Regions from separate parts of the Mus musculus genome. Here regions 1, 2 and 4 are each linked to region 3. The links are chromatin contacts, called in public promoter capture Hi-C maps. All regions are on one chromosome and are shown on one strand. The core of a region is the stretch at or near the end of the contact, and the rest is flanking DNA. Distances in the headings are between cores, read along the strand shown. Region 1 holds the start of Hoxd8 (homeobox D8). Region 2 holds the start of Lnpk (lunapark, ER junction formation factor). Region 3 holds the start of Wipf1 (WAS/WASL interacting protein family, member 1). Region 4 holds the start of Evx2 (even-skipped homeobox 2).

Region 1 (3,130 bases), core at 443-2,942, 1.2 Mb after region 3:
CTGCCTAGTCCAGAAGATGCTAATCCTGGACTTCTGCAGATGACACTGCGTCTCTTCCTTAACGCCCACAAACCAGGCTTCTCTTGACTTCCGAGCCTTCTCTTTATTTCTCTCGGGAAAATCAAGTTTATGCTAAGGCCTGCATCCAGTCTCTGGCAGTTCTTTCCCAGTGGTGTGTGAGCTAAGGTCGTTAAGCACAGGACAGGGAAGGTCTGCCTGCAGCTGCCTGGAACCAGCACGGTCCGAAAGCGGACTGAGGAATTCAATTTCTCCTGCCCCATCCCCCGGCCCCCGCCGCGCTCCACCCGGGACCACAGCCCGCCCGAGTCTGGGCGCCTGGGTTGGGACCCGGGAGCCCTGCGCCCTGCCCTAGGAAATGCCACCCACCCCGGCATGATTCCTTCTTCCCACTGGGAACGTTTCTGCCACTCTTCTCTTCACTCTCTCAGCGACACTCATGTCCCCTTCCCACATTCTCTCGCCTCCCCCTCCCTCCCTGTGGCCAACACTGACGTCTATCAAGGGTGAAATGATGGAAACTATATTCATGGGCATGATTTCCATTAAATATCAATTAACCTGGGAGCCTCAACCAGGCATGCAGTGCGTCAAGGGTAAATGTACATCTCATTTCCACAGGGCCTGCTTGGCTGGAAAAAGCAGGACTTTGATTCGCTTTGATAAGGTCAGGATTCGGAGGCTGGATTGTGGCTTTTTAATCAAAACCACTTAGCTAGGCCCAAACAAATGCAAGGACCAATCAATCCGTCAACCTCGCTCGTCCACAGTAAGAAATGCAAAAAGAAAAAGGAAAAAAAAAAAAGCCACAGCCAGTCTCTGCTGGGCAGATCCAGGAGCCTTGCTGGAGGAGAGACCGTCTGCTCCGAGGCCTCCTGGGAGTGACCACCCCGCCTGGCCCAAGGCTAAGGTTCGGCCGCGCCCCCTCTCTGCGGACCCGGGGGGCCCCCCGCGAGCCCTTGGCAGTGCGGCTTTATGGGCCCCCTTTAAGGCTGGCGGAGGCATCCCGGGGCCGGCGTGCGGCGTCCCGTCCGGCGCAGGGGCCGCTTCGCCGCCGGCGGGATCCCTCCGCGCGGTTATCTCGCCCCCCATCTCGCTCCCTCTCCTCGCAGTGGCGGGGCGCGAAAATGCCTCGCCGGCGCGCACCGGGGCGGCAGCCTCGGCGGCGGCGGCGACAGCGCTGGGAGGGGGCGGCGGGGGGGAGGGCTGAGGTGAGAGGTGGCACCGGGCAGAGGGTGTGTTCTCTTTTCGTCTCCCTGCAGAGCGGGGGCTCGGCAGCCCCAGCCTAAGCGTCTCCCCCGTGGGCCGCGCGCACTCTTTTTTTTTTTTTTTTTCCCCTGGTCCGGGTGCGCTAGGGCCGCCTGGAGCCGGAGAGGAAACTGGAGGCCGCGGGGCAGGTCGCCCGGGCGTCCGCGGTTCCACTGCGGCCCAGCAGGCGCGCGCCGGGAGAGGCCCGCGGGGCGGAGGCGGCGGCAGCAGCGCGCGGGGGCGGGCGAGGCCGCGTGGCCCGCGAGGGAGGCGGCGCGAGGCCGAGACGGAGGCGCGAGAGCCAGGCATGAGCGGCCGGCGGCCGGACGGTCGAGCCTGAGCGGGGCGGGGGAAGCGCTCGCCGGGCGACGAGGCCCGGCGGCCCCCGCGGGCTCGAGTGAGCCGCCCCAGAGGCCCCCGCGGCGGCGCGACCGAGCTGAGGCGCGCCCCTTACCGGCTCCGCGCCGCCGGCGGCCGCCGCCCCGATGAGCTCGTACTTCGTGAACCCGCTGTACTCCAAGTACAAGGCGGCGGCCGCGGCGGCGGCGGCGGCTGCGGCGGCCGCGGCGGGCGAGGCCATCAATCCCACTTACTACGACTGTCATTTTGCACCCGAGGTCAGCGGCCGCCACGCCGCCGCCCTGCAGCTCTATGGCAACAGCGCCGCCGGCTTCCCGCACGCGCACCCGCACCCGCACCCGCACCCGTCGCCGCCGCCCGGGTGCGGCGGAGGGGGCGGCCCGGGGCCCGGCCAGGACTACTTCCACGCCGGCGCGGGCAGCCCGACCGCTGCCTACCAGGCCGCCCCACCTCCTCCGCACCCTCCGCCTCCGCCGCCGCCTCCCCCCTGCGGCGGGATTGCCTGTCACGGGGAGCCCGCGAAGTTTTACGGATACGATAACTTACAGAGACAGCCGATTTTTACGACCCAGCAAGAGGCCGAGCTGGTACAATATCCTGACTGTAAATCGTCCAGTGGTAATATTGGCGAGGACCCAGACCACTTAAATCAGAGCTCGTCTCCTTCTCAAATGTTTCCCTGGATGAGACCACAAGGTTGGGATGCGCTATTTTTTTTTTTTTTTTTTTTTTTTTAAGGAGGGGAGAAAGGGAGAAATCTGCTTTCATCTCACGTTCTAGCTTTAAAACTCCCCTGTCCTTTCCCTCTCCCCTTCCTTTTCCTTCTGGTGTAGCCAATGTGGCTCTTGTACAAAAACTAATACAGACTTTTTAAAAGTGTGTAAAGACGGGGGCAGAATAATTGTGAAGAGCTTGTCTCTGCCTCTCTTGCCTCACACCCTATATCTGTATGAGAATTAAAGACCACTGTGTATTTCACCTCTTAAGCCCGTTCCAGAAAACTCCAACAGCATTCAGAGAATCAACCATTAAAAAACAAAAAAACGTTGATTTTCCTCCCCCCCCCCCTTTTTGTTGTTGTTTTTAATCAGCAGCTCCTGGTAGACGGAGAGGAAGACAAACCTACAGTCGCTTCCAAACCCTAGAGTTGGAAAAGGAATTCCTTTTTAACCCTTATCTGACCAGGAAGAGGAGAATCGAGGTCTCCCATACTCTGGCCCTCACGGAGAGACAGGTAAAAATCTGGTTCCAGAACAGGAGAATGAAATGGAAAAAGGAGAACAACAAAGACAAGTTTCCTGCGTCCCGGCCGGAGGCAAAGGATGGAGACCCCAAAAAGGAAGTCTCGGGGCTGGAAGAAGACGGAGCTGAAGGCTGCCCCACAAATTAAACTCTACCTTTACACTTCTACCACAGACTATTAAGACTGATGATCAGTATAAGTATATACTGGTGGACACCACCGGTCCTCCCTCTTGTGTTTTGGAAACGGACTTTACCTGTG
Region 2 (3,113 bases), core at 21-2,520, 1.0 Mb after region 3:
AAATAAAAAAGACTGACAGGGAGATTTCTATATGAACTCATACCTTTATTAGAGTCACCTATCCAAGCATTCTTCCAACATATAAACACCATAAACATTTATTAACATCATTACTATGGTGACCCCAATAGATGTCAAGGAACTTTTTAAAACTTCACTTTTAAATGAACCACTCTTGCTTAAGGTTCGTATTCGAAATCAACTTTGTTCTTCTAAGAAGGCACTATGGAGACCTTTGGGAACTAGGTATTAGCCCTGCCTGCCAGCTTGAACATATATATGCCTGTAACTAAATTTACTCACATCCATCACACCTCTAGACAATGTTGTCAACGCTAAGACTGAGGCCACAGAGACAGAAAACAATAGGCTCTAAGCACCACAAACCAGAAACCAAAAAGTAAGAACAGAACACTGAAAACTCAGTGAGTCGCAGGTGTTGCTTAAAACTGCACGCAGAAATAAATTCACCAATCCGAACTCTCCGTCCGCAAACACACCATCAAAGAATTAAACCTACTGATGCCCCTTGGAGTTGCTTTTCCCGGGTCGCTCCTGTCACCACGCACCTTCGTCCTACCCCACCCCTCAGACTGGTCGCTGTCCCTCCAATAAGTAAGGACAATGGTTGTGGAGCAGCTCCTCTAAGTCGCTCACAATCCACGCCCACACGCGGACGGAGCAGCATGACACTGACAGTTTTCAGACCTTCCCGTCGTGCCAGCTCAGGTGGACGCGGAGGTGATCGGGGCTCTCAGGGTGGATATTTCAGCTAGGGATGTGCTCTCTGGGACCTTCTGACACTTCTTAACACAGGGGGGGCCCAAGGGCTCGGGCTCTAAACAGCCACTGCGCGGAATCCCTGAGAACATACCCGGAAAGAACACCGGCCTCAGGGGAGGCAGAGCCGGGTCTCGTGCGCTCCGGAGCCGCTCGGGCCGCTGTTCAGGGCGATCCACGAGAGAAGGCGGCAACAGTGTACGGAGGGCAGCAGCCCCGCGGCGTGTTCCCCAGCCGCCACCAAGCTCTAGGCCACTTGGCAGGGGCGGAGGCACCCGGGCCGGCGCGCCGAGGAACCCGGAGACTGGTTCCCGCTGTCCGGAGCGCCTCCGTCTACGCGGCCCTCCCTTCACAGTCCTACCTGAGAAAAGCGGGCGCCGCTCGGCCTGGGCGTCCACTCGGGGAAGCCTGGGTCGCCACCGCGTAGAGCCTCTGGAGCAGGCAGCAGCACCTACAGATAGAGCGCTGGGCCCGGCCAATGCCTTCCCATCAAACCCCGCGCTCCTGCCGCCAGCCAATGGGCGCTGCAGCCGGCGCGCGCCGCTCCCCCATCACGTGATCCGGCCGGCCCAGCCGTTGGTGCCTCAGAGCGGCGGGTGTGGCAGGAGGATTTAGGCTGAGTATCCTCCGCGCTAGTGTAGGCTGTCGGTCCTCGGGGCACCACAGGGTAGGGCGGTTCCGACTGACTCTTACTAGTTCTGCCTCCTTTTCTCATGAACAACTCCCACGCCCCAGTCTCGCCAAGAAAAGAAACTGATCCTGATTGTCCCAGACCTTCTGAGCGAGAGAAGAGTGGGGAGGACAAAGGGGAGGGACGTTGAAGGTCGAGACCTGTGTGTCTGGAAAAGAGAGGGTACCTGAGATCCCAGATCAGCTGTCATCCAGAAGGCAGCAAAAAAGTTTACATTGCATAGCTCAGAAGCCATCCCAGCCAAGCAAGTGGAGAGAGACAGACAGACATCATACATAACACCTCCTGGCCATACCCCATGAGGGCTTTAGGCTTGTTTCTGTTGCTCTTGGACGTCAAAAAGGGTCCTTTCATGACTACGCGCTTATCTCACCAGCATGAGAAGAACTTGAAATGATAAGGATGGTCTTTTCAAGCTAAGGGGTAGCAACAAAGGCTGAGCTTTCCAAAATTACACTCTTAACAATCTCCAAAACCTCTGAATAACTGGGGCCCCTTAAACAGTAGTGCTGTATTTCCCTAAGAATTGAAAACGACCTAAAGAAGGCTGTATTCCAGTCAACTGCAAGTATCAATAACAAAACTTCAATGGGAGGGGTGGGGGCGCTCCATAGGCAAAATTAGGAGGGAAACTTCAACAAAAGCTTTTATGTTCTGTGTTCAATCACTTTTACGGGTTTTTCTTCTTTAGTTAAGGAAGAAAATGTTTCTGATTTTCAAAGTGCAATAGATATAATAATATGCTATGTTTACACTGACAACACCAGCAGAGAAGAAGGCATAGACATAGTATCTACTTTGTAAGATAATCCCCTAAATTCTAAGATCTTCAGTTACAGCTTTGTAAACTTAAAAGAATAGGAGAGAGCTAAACTTTAGTGTGCCATGTATCGCCTCACCAATGTGGAAGAAAGTAAACAGACATTTCACCAGTTTTTATTTGGAAAATTAGCCATTTTATTTCCCAGCCTTGGTAGTTTCTAAGAACATAAAACTCGTGCTGCCTCTTGTCTCAGATCTTTCCTAAAGGGAACAGGAAAGTTTTGTTTGTTTTTGTTGTTGTTGTTGTGTTTTGTTTTGTTTTTGACTCTTGCTAATACTTGTCCTAGGGTTTTTCATTGAGCTATCAGGGAGTTTAAAAATAAAACAGGACAGAGAGAAGAGAGCTAGCTAGAGGCAAAGATTCTAAAAGATCTAATCCTGAAAAAAAAGTTTCTAGGGAAATCACATGAGAAAAAATGTTAGCCTAGCCAGGTTTGAAAGGGAAACATAAAGTCTAAATCATCTCTCAAATCTTCCCAAGTATTTTTCAAGTGAGGAAACAAAGTAGAAAAATATGTATAGTGCTAAAGACAGCACTATATTTATATTTGTCTTATAAATGGAGAGGATATCCACCGAGGATATGGCTAGATGGTAGTAAGCTTATCTAGTGTATACAAGGCCCAGGATTTAGTCCGCAGTACCATGAAAGAAATGAAGAAAGTGAAAAGGAAGTGTGTCACAGGACAATGCAGGAAAGACAAACAGAACTAAACATGGGATATACTGCTAAACTGCAGACTCCAGGATGATTTTGAGTATTTATGGACTAGGCCCTTCGTTAAGTACTGAGGAAGCATACCATAGCTACAATAAAGCA
Region 3 (3,020 bases), core at 177-2,676:
CGTAATCTAAAAGCGCTCATGTGATTCCCAAAGAGAAAAGCTACTCAGGGAAGACGGTGATGTCGCTGAGCGGATCCAGAACACTTGGAAAACCCAGTCTGCAGCTTCTCTTCAGCCGGCAACCGGCACTCACAGATATGTGTACGATCTGTACACATATGTGTACACCACCCCATGCCTCTGAGAGGATCAGCCTGGTGAACCGCAACTGGCAGGTAATCAGGGTAGAAGGCAGTGCCCTGAGCACTGTAAGAAGCAGAGAGCCCATAGTTTATGAAAGACTTTCTCTCTTTAAGAAGTCAAAAACATGATCTACAAACTTTTAAGTTATTTATCAATTATTGAAATAAGCATTTTTTGAGGAGGCAAAAAAAAATCTATCAAATGAAAATACAGTATTCAAATTATATGGAAGCTGTTAAAAGAAAACCTACCCAGGCTGCACACGTGTCCGCTGTCCCTGTGGGTCTACCTGCAGGCCCGCTCAGGAACCAGAGAGATGAAGGGCAAGGAAGATCCAAGACAGACTAGCGATTTTCAGAGAAAGAGACCAAATCTGCTCACTGTAGAAACCCTGAGGGGTTAGGAGCCTATAGCCCGGGGATATTCCTTGGAGATTAAGCAAGACCCAGTCAAACCAGGTTCCACACAGACACACCTTTTGTTAATCTGAGTTCAAAGTCTAGCCACAAACCGAGGATCTGGGTCATCCCTATTGGATTTCTCTTGCACTAGTTAAGTTTCACTGTTCTTTCTTTGAAAAGAAAAGCATGCTAAAGTAGCGGGAGATGAAGGCTGAAGGGAAGCGGTCCACGATTTAGGGAGAGGCCCCGGGCGCAAAGCCCTGACCCGAGCTGGCCGCCCTTTCAGGAGCAGACATAGGCACCTAGAGCGCGCCCATACCCGGGATCAGGCTGCCCGGGAGCACTGGAGCCAAGTTCTGGGAGCCCTAAACTCCAAAGTCACCCGCCCTCGGTGGAGATGGAGTTGCAGATGCGGTTCCCGGGCATCCCAGGGAGACCGCGGTTAGATCCATCGGGTCCACGGGCGGTCCTGGGTCGGTGCAGCCCCGCAGCGCTCAGCGGGGATCGCGGCATCTCGAGCCCCGGCAGCCGCCGCCCCTTCCTCCCGCGCGGGCTGGACCGCGGGCCTGAGCGGGGATCGCTCCCCTGGGCGCCGAGGACGCGGCCCCGACAACCCGCCCGTCTGCACCCCAACTCCGTGCACCCCGGACGCGCCCTGCATGGTGGGGCGCGGCTCCCTTACCGTGCAGCGGCTCCGGGCGGCTCCTCGGCCCCGCGGCGCGCGGGGCATTTTTTTCTGGGAAACTTCTCTCTGGGTCCGCAGGGCTGAGCCGGGGCGGGCAGGAAAAGCGCTCCGCGCCGGGAGGCTGCGACCATCCGGGAACTTCGCCGAGATGTGCGCCCTCCCCCTCGGCCCGCGTCCTCCCCCTACGGCCCCCGCCACACGCGGACGCCGAGGCAGCCGCTGGCCCTTCGCCCTTCGCCCTCGCCGCGCCCTGACTTCCGAGGCCGGCGGGACCGGAGCCTGGGCTGGGCTCTCCCCGGGGCGGAGGCCGAGGGGTCCGGACCTGCGTGCGCCCAGGAGCCGGACCTGGAAGGGATACCCAACCCAAGACGCTGTCCCTAGAAACTACCCGGGCCTCCGAGTGGGGTGCTCTCCCCCCAACACAGGGAAAGCCTTTTCCGGTCATCTCCACTCCGCTCCCGAATCAGAGGGCGCCCCCCGCTTTGAGAAACTTAAAAGTTTCCATTCACTGTAAAAACTGGCTTCTAAGATGGAGTGGCCCCACTGAAGCCCAAGGGCCACGCGCGTCCCCAATCCCCGCCCACTGGGAGCGCACAGCTCTTCCCAGGGTAAGGTGCCTATCGGTTGGGATTCTTGGAATCTTTTTTTTTTTTTTTTCCACCGACTTCTGCAAACATAGAAAGATCAAGAGCCGAGCGAGTATAAGGAGAAACCCGAGGCCCTTTCACATGGCTCTTGCCAGTTCTCAAAAACACCACTATCAGGCCTTAAAGGCAAGTTAACACTGGGATGACACATTAGAACATATACATTTGAAAGACAAAGACAGTTATGGTCAGTATAACTACTGGACCGGATAGTAAAGCTACCGAGACGACGTAGCTCTCTGGGTAAAGGCAGGGAAGCTTTGAAAGATGCACCTCAGAATGTGGCATCTAGAATGCCTCGGCTTCAGGCTTTCTGTGCTGAGTTGTCCCTATGTGTGCAGTCTCTGTGACATGCTTCTGGCGGATACGATAATCCTGGAAAGACAGCGACAGGGCCACCTCTCCTAAACTCTTATTAGCGTTTTTTTTTGTTTTTTTTTTTGTTTGTTTGTTTGTTTTTTTTTTTTTTTTGGTAGGAGTCTCTAAATGCACTCTTTCCTTTTTGTTTTGTTTTTGTTATTTTTAGGTCTCACCATGAATTCCAGGATGGTTACAAACTCCCACTGTTAACTGTATTCGTCTAAGGTCTATGCTATATTTGCCTTTTATGTATGTATTTATTTAATGTGTACAAGTGGTTTGCCTGCAAATATATCTATCTGTATCATGTGCTTGCCTGGTGCCACAGAGGCCATAAGAAGGTGTGGGATGCCCTGATAATGGAATTACAGACGGTTGGGAGCTACCACGTAGATGCTGGGAATCTAAGTGTCCTCTGTTAAGAGCAGCAAGTGCTCTTAACCGCTGAACCATTTTCTCCAGTTCTGGCGCATTGAGTTTGGATCTTTTCCTGGGTTAGCAGTGTGTGGTAAATATTCCTTCTTGTTGCTTGACAACACAGGGAATCCATGAGGAGGGTAAACAATCCATACTATGCTGCATTGTGCCGCCGGGTTGCTAAGCAGTGGGAGCAGCCAGGGACATTAAGTACACGTTCAGCTCGAGATGGTTTCTGCTGACATTTGGTCTTTCTATTGTAGACAGAGGCGCTCTGAACCTATTCTGCTTCTTGTTTCATGACTCCCATCTTGGGAGCCACTCTAA
Region 4 (2,770 bases), core at 264-2,763, 1.1 Mb after region 3:
TACCCTAGCAAACAAACAGTTCACAGCTCATGAGTAGTTGTAGGGACCGAGAACCCTGAGTTGGGGTTGCTAGCTGGTGGCAAAAGAGGCTTTGAGAAGGAAAGTCGCTGTCAAAATTGATGGGATCTGTCAGGCTTACAAATTGCTGCCGTTAATGAAATCAATGAAGTTTGGGGAGCCCTTCCTAACCAAATAATAGAAACAGAATTTGAAAAGGTTGTTCTTTTTCCAATAATTAGAAAATTACCACTCGGTAGGAAAATTTGCTGGGGAAGAATGCCTACCTTGGAACCAGTTTAAGAAGCTGTGGGTTTGACAGTCTAGGAACCATAGGGCAGCTCTTTATGCGGCTTCCAATCTTTCTTTGACAGCCTTTGGGGTTAAAATATCTTAGGATTTTCAAAGCATTTGCAGCTCAAGCTCAAGCCAGTAAAGGGAAGGAGGCGCCCACTTTTCAAACTCTTTTCTGTCCGCTGACTTAAGCGGTTGAGCAGAGGTGCGAGGCCAGACTCTCTGTCTCAGACTTATCCAGAGGAGTGTCCCCTCTACCCGGCCCTGGGGGCTCCAGAAGCAACTGAGTTCGGAGCTCCTGTCCAGGGCACCCTTCCCAAAAAGCAACTAAGCCACCCGGGCTAGCAGCGCTGTGTCGCCTCGCCCCAGCTCTTACGCCCCAGCTCTTAGATCGGCAAGCGAAACATTTGCTTCGATTCAGGCAGGAGCCTGGGCGCTTGGGCCTGGCTCCCTAGGCTCCACAGGCCCGGGCTGTGCTGGGATGCTCAAAGAACAGAGCCAGAGGGACCAGTTTTTAGTATGCATCCCTCCCCTGCCCCTGCCAGCTCTGTGAAGCACTTTAGTTAAGAGTCAGAGACCCGCTAAGGTGTGGAAAGGGCTGGCCAGGCCCTCGAGAGAGCCCAGAGGATGAGGCTGGAGTCTGCGGGTACCCGGTTACCTTTGGCATTGTTTTCCTTGAGCGGTGCAGCGCCCAGGCCGCTGGGGGAGCGCAGTGCGGAGCAGCCCACCTCCACGTCGCTGCTCATGTCGGCCTCGGCGGCCGCTTCGGAATAATGACTAGGCTTCTTGCGGCTCTCGGTAGCGGAGGCAATTTCGGAGGAGACGGTGCTTTCGCTGCTCGGGTGCTGCAGGTTGAACAAAGTGTCTATTTCGAATTTGCCTTTGGCGGGGAGGTCTCCCAGAGCTCCGTGCAGCGGGGCGGACGGCAGGCGCGGACTGAGGCGAGCCGGGTGCTGCGAATTTTCCAGGGCCTCGAGCACAGCACCGCCAGCTGAATCGGACAAACTGGAGAACCTCTTGCCAGCAGTAGGGCTGTGGAGCCCTCTTTCCATCAGAATCATCTCTTTTCTTATTCTTTCCATCATCTCAGCTTTCTAAAAAATGTCACAGTGGCCTGGCTGTCCCGTCTTAATGATGGGCTGCGCCCAGGGCTGATTCTCATTCAGCCCCAGCAAGCGGCTCTAAATATTATTATCTCTTTTGGAGGGAGGCGGAAAAAATTGTGGGATGCCAGAGCGAGGGAATGACTGGTCAAAATGACCCATACATCCTTCCGAGTCGGAGATGTCATTCATCAAAAAGTAGCGCCCGCTCGTCATTAAGGTACGAATGACGCCGTTCGAATAATCATTTATTGTAACAGGTTTATAAGCAAATAAATACACGCTCCTGTCAGTGGGTAATGAAGGCGACTTCAGAGCAGACAAATAGATCCAGGTAGGAGACGAGAAGACACGAGAAGTGAGGAAGAAGGCTCCGGTCCTTTGCCCGCTCCCAGCCAGTTCTGCTCGCCCGGGGGTTTGGCCTCGGGGGTGAAATTGACAGTCTGATTAATAGAGCACGCCGCGGCGCATTTCCCCCTTCATTTAGGGGCATCATTACGCTCTCAGTTTGCTGGGTTGCCCCTTAGGTCCTAATCATGCAGCGCCTTCCTCATTTCTCCACGAACACAGATACGTGTTAAATAATAGATAATGCTTTGATTTTTCCAGGGTAGATTCTTGAGAAGTTTTTGTTTTGTTTTGTTTTGTTTTGTTTTGCCTTAACATTTACAAGCTGGGGGCGTAAGGGGGGCGGGTAAAGGGGAGGATACAGGAAGAGTTGCGTAAGAAGACCTCGCGCCCACTCCTGTCAGGATTACTTATCTTTCTGTTTTAAGAACCAAATATTAATAATGAGTATTTTATTTAACAAATAGAATTCTGAGTTCTTTCTCTCTCCTTACTTTTTCCTCTCAGTCTTGATTCTCCCCTCCAACACACACACACACACAGAGAGAGAGAGAGAGAGAGAGAGAGAGAGAGAGAGAGAGAGAGAGAGAGAATATATCTTGTAGACTTTTGAAAATGCTTTCTTGCTACGTGGCTGAGGAGGTACACAGGACCCGTGCCGTGCCTCCAAGTGGAAATCATTACATCTTCTCTTATTTTCTACCACTGCTTGCAGGCTAACTTCTGAACTCGAAGACCTTAGATTTTTTGTTTTATAATCCTCTGATGGATAAGCTTCTCACCCTCGCATTCTCCCTTAGGGGAAATAAACTAGACTGGAGGATCTGATAGTAGAAATTGACAGCTAACTTTAAACACAATCATGATTTACCGTACCATAGCTCCCCATCACAGAACCCACTTTTTAAAATTGCCGGCTTTCTCCCACCCTTCTCAAATAGAGGAATTCGTGGTGAAGTAACTGGGTTTTGGGGGTCAAAGTGGAGGGAATGGAATCTCCTGCTGCCTCCCTTCCTTTCCCACTTTGT

The links. Promoter capture Hi-C pulls out the DNA fragments that hold promoters and counts their contacts.
Region 1: a promoter capture Hi-C map of liver shows a contact between it and region 3, with 2.0 times the contacts expected there. The contact joins the promoter of Hoxd8 here to the promoter of Wipf1 in region 3. A contact is called at or near these places in 5 of 39 promoter capture datasets (3T3-L1-derived adipocytes, embryonic stem cells, liver and 1 more) and 1 of 9 other capture datasets (adipose tissue).
Region 2: a contact with region 3 is called in a promoter capture Hi-C map of hippocampal neurons, with 7 times the contacts expected there. The contact joins the promoter of Lnpk here to the promoter of Wipf1 in region 3. A contact is called at or near these places in 8 of 39 promoter capture datasets (the 3T3-L1 cell line, 3T3-L1-derived adipocytes, the C10 cell line and 4 more), 4 of 115 datasets of contacts at active chromatin or transcription factors (the 230-238 cell line, embryonic stem cells, large pre-B cells and 1 more) and 2 of 9 other capture datasets (embryonic stem cells and liver).
Region 4: a contact with region 3 is called in a promoter capture Hi-C map of hippocampal neurons, with 13 times the contacts expected there. The contact joins the promoter of Evx2 here to the promoter of Wipf1 in region 3. A contact is called at or near these places in 17 of 39 promoter capture datasets (the 3T3-L1 cell line, 3T3-L1-derived adipocytes, the C10 cell line and 10 more), 4 of 484 Hi-C or Micro-C datasets (cortical neurons, embryonic stem cells and myocytes), 10 of 115 datasets of contacts at active chromatin or transcription factors (craniofacial prominence, embryonic forebrain, embryonic stem cells and 3 more) and 3 of 9 other capture datasets (embryonic stem cells, embryonic tail and embryonic trunk).

What each region holds. Positions count from the first base shown.
Region 1 is chr2:74,703,797-74,706,926 of GRCm38.p6, forward strand. It overlaps Hoxd8 (homeobox D8), which reads left to right and starts at 1,693. Exons shown (of 2, transcript NM_008276.3): 1 at 1,693-2,322; 2 at 2,718-3,130. The coding sequence starts at 1,752. The coding sequence ends at 3,016. All of the region lies in intron 1 of Gm38462 (predicted gene, 38462), which reads right to left.
Region 2 is chr2:74,577,678-74,580,790 of GRCm38.p6, forward strand. Lnpk (lunapark, ER junction formation factor) reads right to left here and starts at 1,271. Exons shown (of 13, transcript NM_027133.3): 1 at 1,142-1,271. 4930445N08Rik (RIKEN cDNA 4930445N08 gene) reads left to right here and starts at 1,367. Exons shown (of 2, transcript NR_166470.1): 1 at 1,367-1,447.
Region 3 is chr2:73,528,061-73,531,080 of GRCm38.p6, forward strand. Wipf1 (WAS/WASL interacting protein family, member 1) reads right to left here and starts at 1,427. Exons shown (of 8, transcript NM_153138.4): 1 at 1,267-1,427.
Region 4 is chr2:74,658,044-74,660,813 of GRCm38.p6, forward strand. It overlaps Evx2 (even-skipped homeobox 2), which reads right to left and starts at 1,514. Exons shown (of 3, transcript NM_007967.3): 1 at 950-1,514; 2 at 1-4. The coding sequence starts at 1,376.